Regions from separate parts of the Gasterosteus aculeatus genome. Here region 1 is linked to region 2. A link is a contact called in public Hi-C data. All regions are on one chromosome and are shown on one strand. The core of a region is the stretch at or near the end of the contact, and the rest is flanking DNA. Distances in the headings are between cores, read along the strand shown. Region 1 holds the start of nova2 (NOVA alternative splicing regulator 2). Region 2 overlaps nova2 (NOVA alternative splicing regulator 2).

Region 1 (2,700 bases), core at 41-2,540, 58 kb before region 2:
GCAGGGCTCAGCAGAGTACCGCCGTGCGCAAACGCTCTAGCAGATTTTGCATCCTGAATATCCATTTTGCTGCTATCGGCCTTGACCCAGTGTGGAAGAACACCCGGCAAACTGAACCCTGCAGGAAAACAGGTGTGAGATGAGGATGACGTTGTTCTGAGAGAGAACTCACTTTATAAGAGCTTCAGCTTTGTGGGGTATGAAGCTCCAGCTGGCTCGCTTCTCGGCCTCTTCTTCACATTGGGCTTTTGATTCACTACCGAACATTTTTTCAGTCTCAGTTGGGAATCTCAAACAGAGGAGCCAACGAATGGAAAAGAAACATCCTCTTTTCCTTACATGATTCCATGAGAGTACTGTTGGCTGAATCGAAGCTTTTGCGCTCAGATGACTTGCTCCTTATGACTTGCTCCTTATGACTATGTGTTTGGGGGTGACAAAAGTCATTGCTGCGAATTGGCTTTATTTTTCAAATTGCGGGGTTCAGAATAACGTTCGGCGACTGCTCGAAAGGGTTTTGGGGGTCAACGTCCGAAGCCAGACAGGAGCTTGCAGAACTAAAAAACTCTCTGGAAACCATCTCCCTAACATGTGCTCATGGAGCCACAGCCCAATAAAAACTCAAGAATGCTGCTGGTCTGCGCGCTTTACTGCTTGTTGGACTGCTTCAGTTTTTCCATATGTTGCAGCACCGGCTCAGACTGGACACCCTGATGGTGTCGGGAGCCTCACAACGGGGGCCTCTCGACCATTTTCTTTGCTCCTGCTCCAAACTGTTTAAGTTACTTTACATACACGTATAACGAAGTGCGCTCAGCACTCCGCAGGCCGGGCAGCGTGTGGCTCGCACCATTACGGATCCGGCGCAGGCCTTTTGTCCTACCCTTGAGTATACTCGGCTATTTGTGGTGCACAATCTGTCTCTGACTGCTGCCCTGGGATTCATCTGCCTCCCATTTGCCACGTATTTCCAGAGCAGGGAGACGACTGGCTCACCGGTGCATTTTCTCATGGCGATGTGAAATAGTGTGAGAAGAGCTGCTCTGTGTGTGCGTGTGTGTGTGTGTGTGTGTGTGTGTGTGTGTGTGTGCACATGCAGGCAGCACAATGTCACCTTGACGACGATCCACAGGAGGCGACGAGGGCGCACCGCATCTGTATACGCCACTGGACAGAGGGAGAGAGAGAGAGAGGGAGGGAGAGGGAGAGGGAGAGAGGGAGAGAGAGGTATTTGCGTGTGCCTCTCAGAGCGCGCGAGTCTGTGTGTGTGAGAAAGAGAGAGAGAGAATGGGAGAGAGAGAGGGAGACTGAGGAGGGCATAGCTCTCTCTCAGACAGCTCGCACAGTGCTGGAGGATCCCTCTTCACATCCGGGCGGAGCTGAACGCAGAGATGTCAGGCACAGCGCACACAGGTGGGTCACGCAGCAGCCGAGGGGACAGGTGAGCCGCTCAAAGAGGCTTTCGTGCGTCCTCATAAAGGGCTCTTTTTTTTTCCTTCTCCTTTTCCTTCAGTGTCAGAACTGCAGGGTGCTAATGCACAACCAAACATGTTCTTTTGTGGGAGGGGGGTTGGACGGGGGAGGGGAGGGGGTGGGGGGGGGGGGGGTGTAGAGGATGAGCAGGCCTGCAGTCACGGCCGGCCTAAGGGTCATGTAGTATTTTTTTTTTAAGCTGCTAATTTTCAACTCCATGAAAAAAAAAACCAATCGTTAAACGTCACCAGTTTATTTCACATGTTGATTTTCAGTGTAAAACTAAAGCCAGGAAGAGAAAAAGAACACAAATAAAAATGTGGGCGAGCTGATGTGCAGGTGACTTGGAGGCTCCTCCGGCCGGCTCGCAGACCTCCAAACCGCCGCAGAGGGGCCTCGCGGGCCCCCACCCTTCAACCGCAATTGCTTTTGCCGCGACTGTAGCGGAGTCAAATAAACAAAGATAAATAAATAAAGGACCCACCGCCGCATCCTCTCTGTGTATCTGTGTCCCTGTCGTTCAGCCGGAGAAACGCACACTCGGCCAATCGTGTCGCGACTGAAGGCGCCCCCACTCTCCCTCCACTTTCGCTCGCGCTCTCTCTCTCTCTCTCCCTCACGACCCCTTCGCGGGACGTGGGAAATGTGGCAATCAAAAAGTTTGGAGGCTTCTTTAGGGTGATGTGAGTGGGTGTTGTGTGTGTGTTTGAGCGGAGACTCTCTTCTCTTTATTGTGCTTCCATTAGACTTCTGTATACTTTTCGAGGCCAATGGTTTTGGTTCGCATGAGCGGGTTTTAATGTTTGATTTGAGCTGATGTTTATTTGATGGACCCAGAGGAGACTCGTCTACATGTTATTTACTTTGTTGTGTTTTTACAGTAAAGAGTGCAGAATGTTAAAGACCACTGTTGTGATGTATGTTCATTTCATCAGCATTTCACAAACAAATGTATTTTAACTATATCATAGCTTCGTCTCATGAACAAAAAAAACAAACACACAAAATAGACAATTCACTTTTTATAAGATGGTTTCACGGGTTGCCCCTGCCTGCCCGCCGCCCGCACACGCACTTCAACACACAGACAAGTCGCACTTTTACACACACGTCACGAGAAGAATAAAAACCAATTTTACGGGATGTCCTTGAAGGCATCGCAAGGCCCTGTGACGTCAGTGGCTCCCCTGCGCTCCCTCTAGCAGCCAGTCAGAGAAGGGATGCTCT
Region 2 (2,973 bases), core at 409-2,908:
AGGGCCCGTGGCCAACTCCAACCCCACCGGATCCCCATACGCCAACTCGACCGAGGTCATGCCATCCGCGGCGGCCGCCGCGGCAGCGACAGCCTCCTCCCTGCTCGGCCAGGCCAGCCTGGCCGGGGTGGGGGCCTTCCCAACCACCATGTCCAGCTTCTCAGGCAACGACCTTCTGACCATAACCTCCGCCCTCAACACCCTGGCCAGCTACGGCTACAACACCAACTCCCTCGGCCTCGGGCTGAATCCCGCTGCAGCCTCGGGGGTGCTAGCAGCGGTAGCGGCTAATGCTAATCCCGCAGCGGCCGCCGCGGCTAACTTGTTAGCATCCTATGCCAGCGACGCATCCGGTAGCGGAGGTCACCCGGTGCCCGGTCTCGGAGGCTTCACCCTTGGATCCCTGGCCGCAGCAACGGGGGCCACCAATGGCTACTTAAGCGCTGCGTCGCCCCTGGTGGCGCAATCTCTCCTGGCCACAGAGAAGCTGGGAGAAGGAGCGAAGGAAGTGGTCGAGATCGCTGTGCCGGAAAACCTGGTTGGAGCCATCTTGGGGAAAGGAGGAAAGACGTTAGTGGAGTACCAGGAGCTGACCGGCGCCAGAATCCAGATCTCCAAGAAAGGCGAGTTCATCCCGGGAACTCGGAACAGGAAGGTGACCATCACGGGTTCCCAGGCCGCCACGCAGGCCGCACAGTACCTGATAAGCCAGCGAATCACCTACGAGCAGGGGGTACGTGCCACCAACCCACAGAAGGTGGGCTAAACCCGACAGCCAATGAGAAACGAGGAGGAAAAGAGGAGAGAAAAAAAAGAGTGGGGGCTTGGGGGAGGAGTGTAAAAAGAAGTGAGAGGGAGAACGGAAAAAGGAGAGGAGAGCAAGAATGTCAGAAGGAATCGTCCGCGCTGTTTTCTTCTGCGTGTTTTCAGTATTCTCTATTAAAAAAAATAATTTTTGACGCAAAGCAAAAATGTGCTGAGAAGACGAGGAGGGAGAGGAGCGAGTTATCACGCTGAAAAACCAAGAAAAAAATTGTGTAACGTGTAAATATGGTTTTATTACTTAACGTCTTGACCTTTCAGGATTTTTTATTGTTTTGTTTCATGGTTTTATTGTTTGGATTAGTAAATTAAGCTGTCTGTTCGTTCGTTTGTGTATTGTGTGGACAAAGTTGAATGCCATGTAGACAGGCCGACAGCCTGAGAGGCTACAAGAAGCGGGGGGAGGGAAGGAAGGGTGTCAGGGGGGGGGTTCGCATTTACAGGGTACAACCCTCCTCCCCCGCACGCCCAACCCTAAATCCCTTATGGAAACAACCTTAACCCCTCCCTCCCCCTGCGGCCCACACCCCTCCCCCTTCCGTCCGGTTTTTGTTCCTCTTCTAGTTTTTATTTGCCCCTTACCCGCCCCCCTCCCAAAGCATCTCACACTACTGGCCCACCGTCCTGCCCTCTCTTTTTCTCCCACGAACCCCCCCTCACCCCGCCCCGCTCCCCTTTTACAAGGGTTTGATAATGAGCAAGACTGCAAACTTAAGCCTGGTGTGCGAGGGAAGAAACTTCCTCAAATCCGACCCCTCTTAAACAGCTCCCCCGTCTATGATCTCACCTCCTCCACCCTCCCCTCAGAAGGAAGTGGGGGAGTGAAATCGGGGAAGGGTGTGGGACAGAGGGGCAGCTGGCCGTTTCTTCATTGGCACACCACCCCCTGTGCACCCTGTGATGTATTCCACAAGCAGTGCAGCGCGTTGGGGCCCTTACAGTGCGTAGCGCCCCCCCCCCCCCCCTACACACACACACACACACACACACAAACACACACCTTACACAGCCCTAGTGGTTTAGATAGAATGCCGAGGCGCACGCTGATGACCTCACGTAGTGCGAAACCGACGAGAGTGATACTGTGCAAGCAGCGGCAATCACACGGGATCCACGGCATTACTTTGCAGTCTGCCGTGATAATTATGTTAACAAGATTGTCATGATTTATTGGGAATCATCGCCATTGTCATTATTTATTAATGAGATCACCTTTTTAAAAAACGCTAAGTTGTTGTTTTTCTTTCTTTTTCTTTTTTATTATCTGTGAATTCAGGTTGACATGAATGTAAATGAGACTATTTTTGATTTGAATATTTTTTTTAATTTAAGTGGATTGAAGATGAATAGTAATGTTACATAGTGTAATATATGTCTTATTTAAGTCCAGTAAGCCACCCCAGGCTCTAATATCATTACAGTAAAGGATTTCCAGTCAAAGAGCAGAACAGGGAACCCACAAACATACACTTAAGCAAAACACTATGATGCCATATTTAGTGCTAAAAAAGGGAATTTGCGATATATTATGAAGTACAACCTTTAGATTAGGAAAAGGCCGTAAACTGATTACACCACAAGCTGCAGTGCAGCGTCTACATTCACGGCTTTATTAACCCTAAAACATCTGGGTCATCTGACTTAGCTCCCGTCCCTGTAAGCAAACTGTCCTGTTACAGTTTAGTTTCTAATGTTACAGAAACCTGTAGTGCTCCCCAAAACCATTTAGATGAGCCCAAAACCACAGACTGAAAGCAAGACCACTTACGACTCAAAATGTACTTATACTACTGAAAATAAATGCAAACATTGAGAAGGAAACACTGAAACGCGACGTTGTTTGTGCGTGGCCCACTGCTCCGATCTGCAGACCTCGCGAGTAGATTTGCTATTTTAGGACTGCATAAATATCAGTAAAGGACATAAACAGCCTCACTGATCTTTTCCAATATCAAACAACCGTCCAACTGCCGATGAGGTGAAGGGCAGACAGTGAGATTTCCAACACACATCCAGGGAGTTGAGCTCTTTTCCACCTCTGGCAAACAGCAGGCCACCCACGGCAACAGGTGCACTGCCCACTGTAGACCCAGGAGGCTGCTGAAGATGCTGTCTGTTTTTTGATTGTTTTAATCTTTCTTTTTTTTTTTC

What was found. Hi-C and Micro-C count contacts between places; a contact is called where the count stands out from the background.
Region 1: a Hi-C map of skeletal muscle shows a contact between it and region 2, with 2.2 times the contacts expected there. The contact joins the promoter of nova2 here to the enhancer-like site in region 2. A contact is called at or near these places in 2 of 6 Hi-C or Micro-C datasets (both in skeletal muscle).

Annotation. Positions count from the first base shown.
Region 1 is chr1:17,291,814-17,294,513 of fGasAcu3.hap1.1, reverse strand. It overlaps nova2 (NOVA alternative splicing regulator 2), which reads left to right and starts at 1,290. Exons shown (of 4, transcript XM_078080237.1): 1 at 1,290-1,413. The coding sequence starts at 1,392.
Region 2 is chr1:17,233,421-17,236,393 of fGasAcu3.hap1.1, reverse strand. nova2 (NOVA alternative splicing regulator 2) reads left to right here. Exons shown (of 4, transcript XM_078080237.1): 4 at 1-2,643. The coding sequence ends at 766. Among protein-coding and RNA genes, the nearest start is that of LOC144388762, 39 kb to the right of the region's middle. Within about 2 kb of position 1,658, at least 1 of the 9 cell types and tissues checked has open chromatin away from gene starts, as enhancers often do.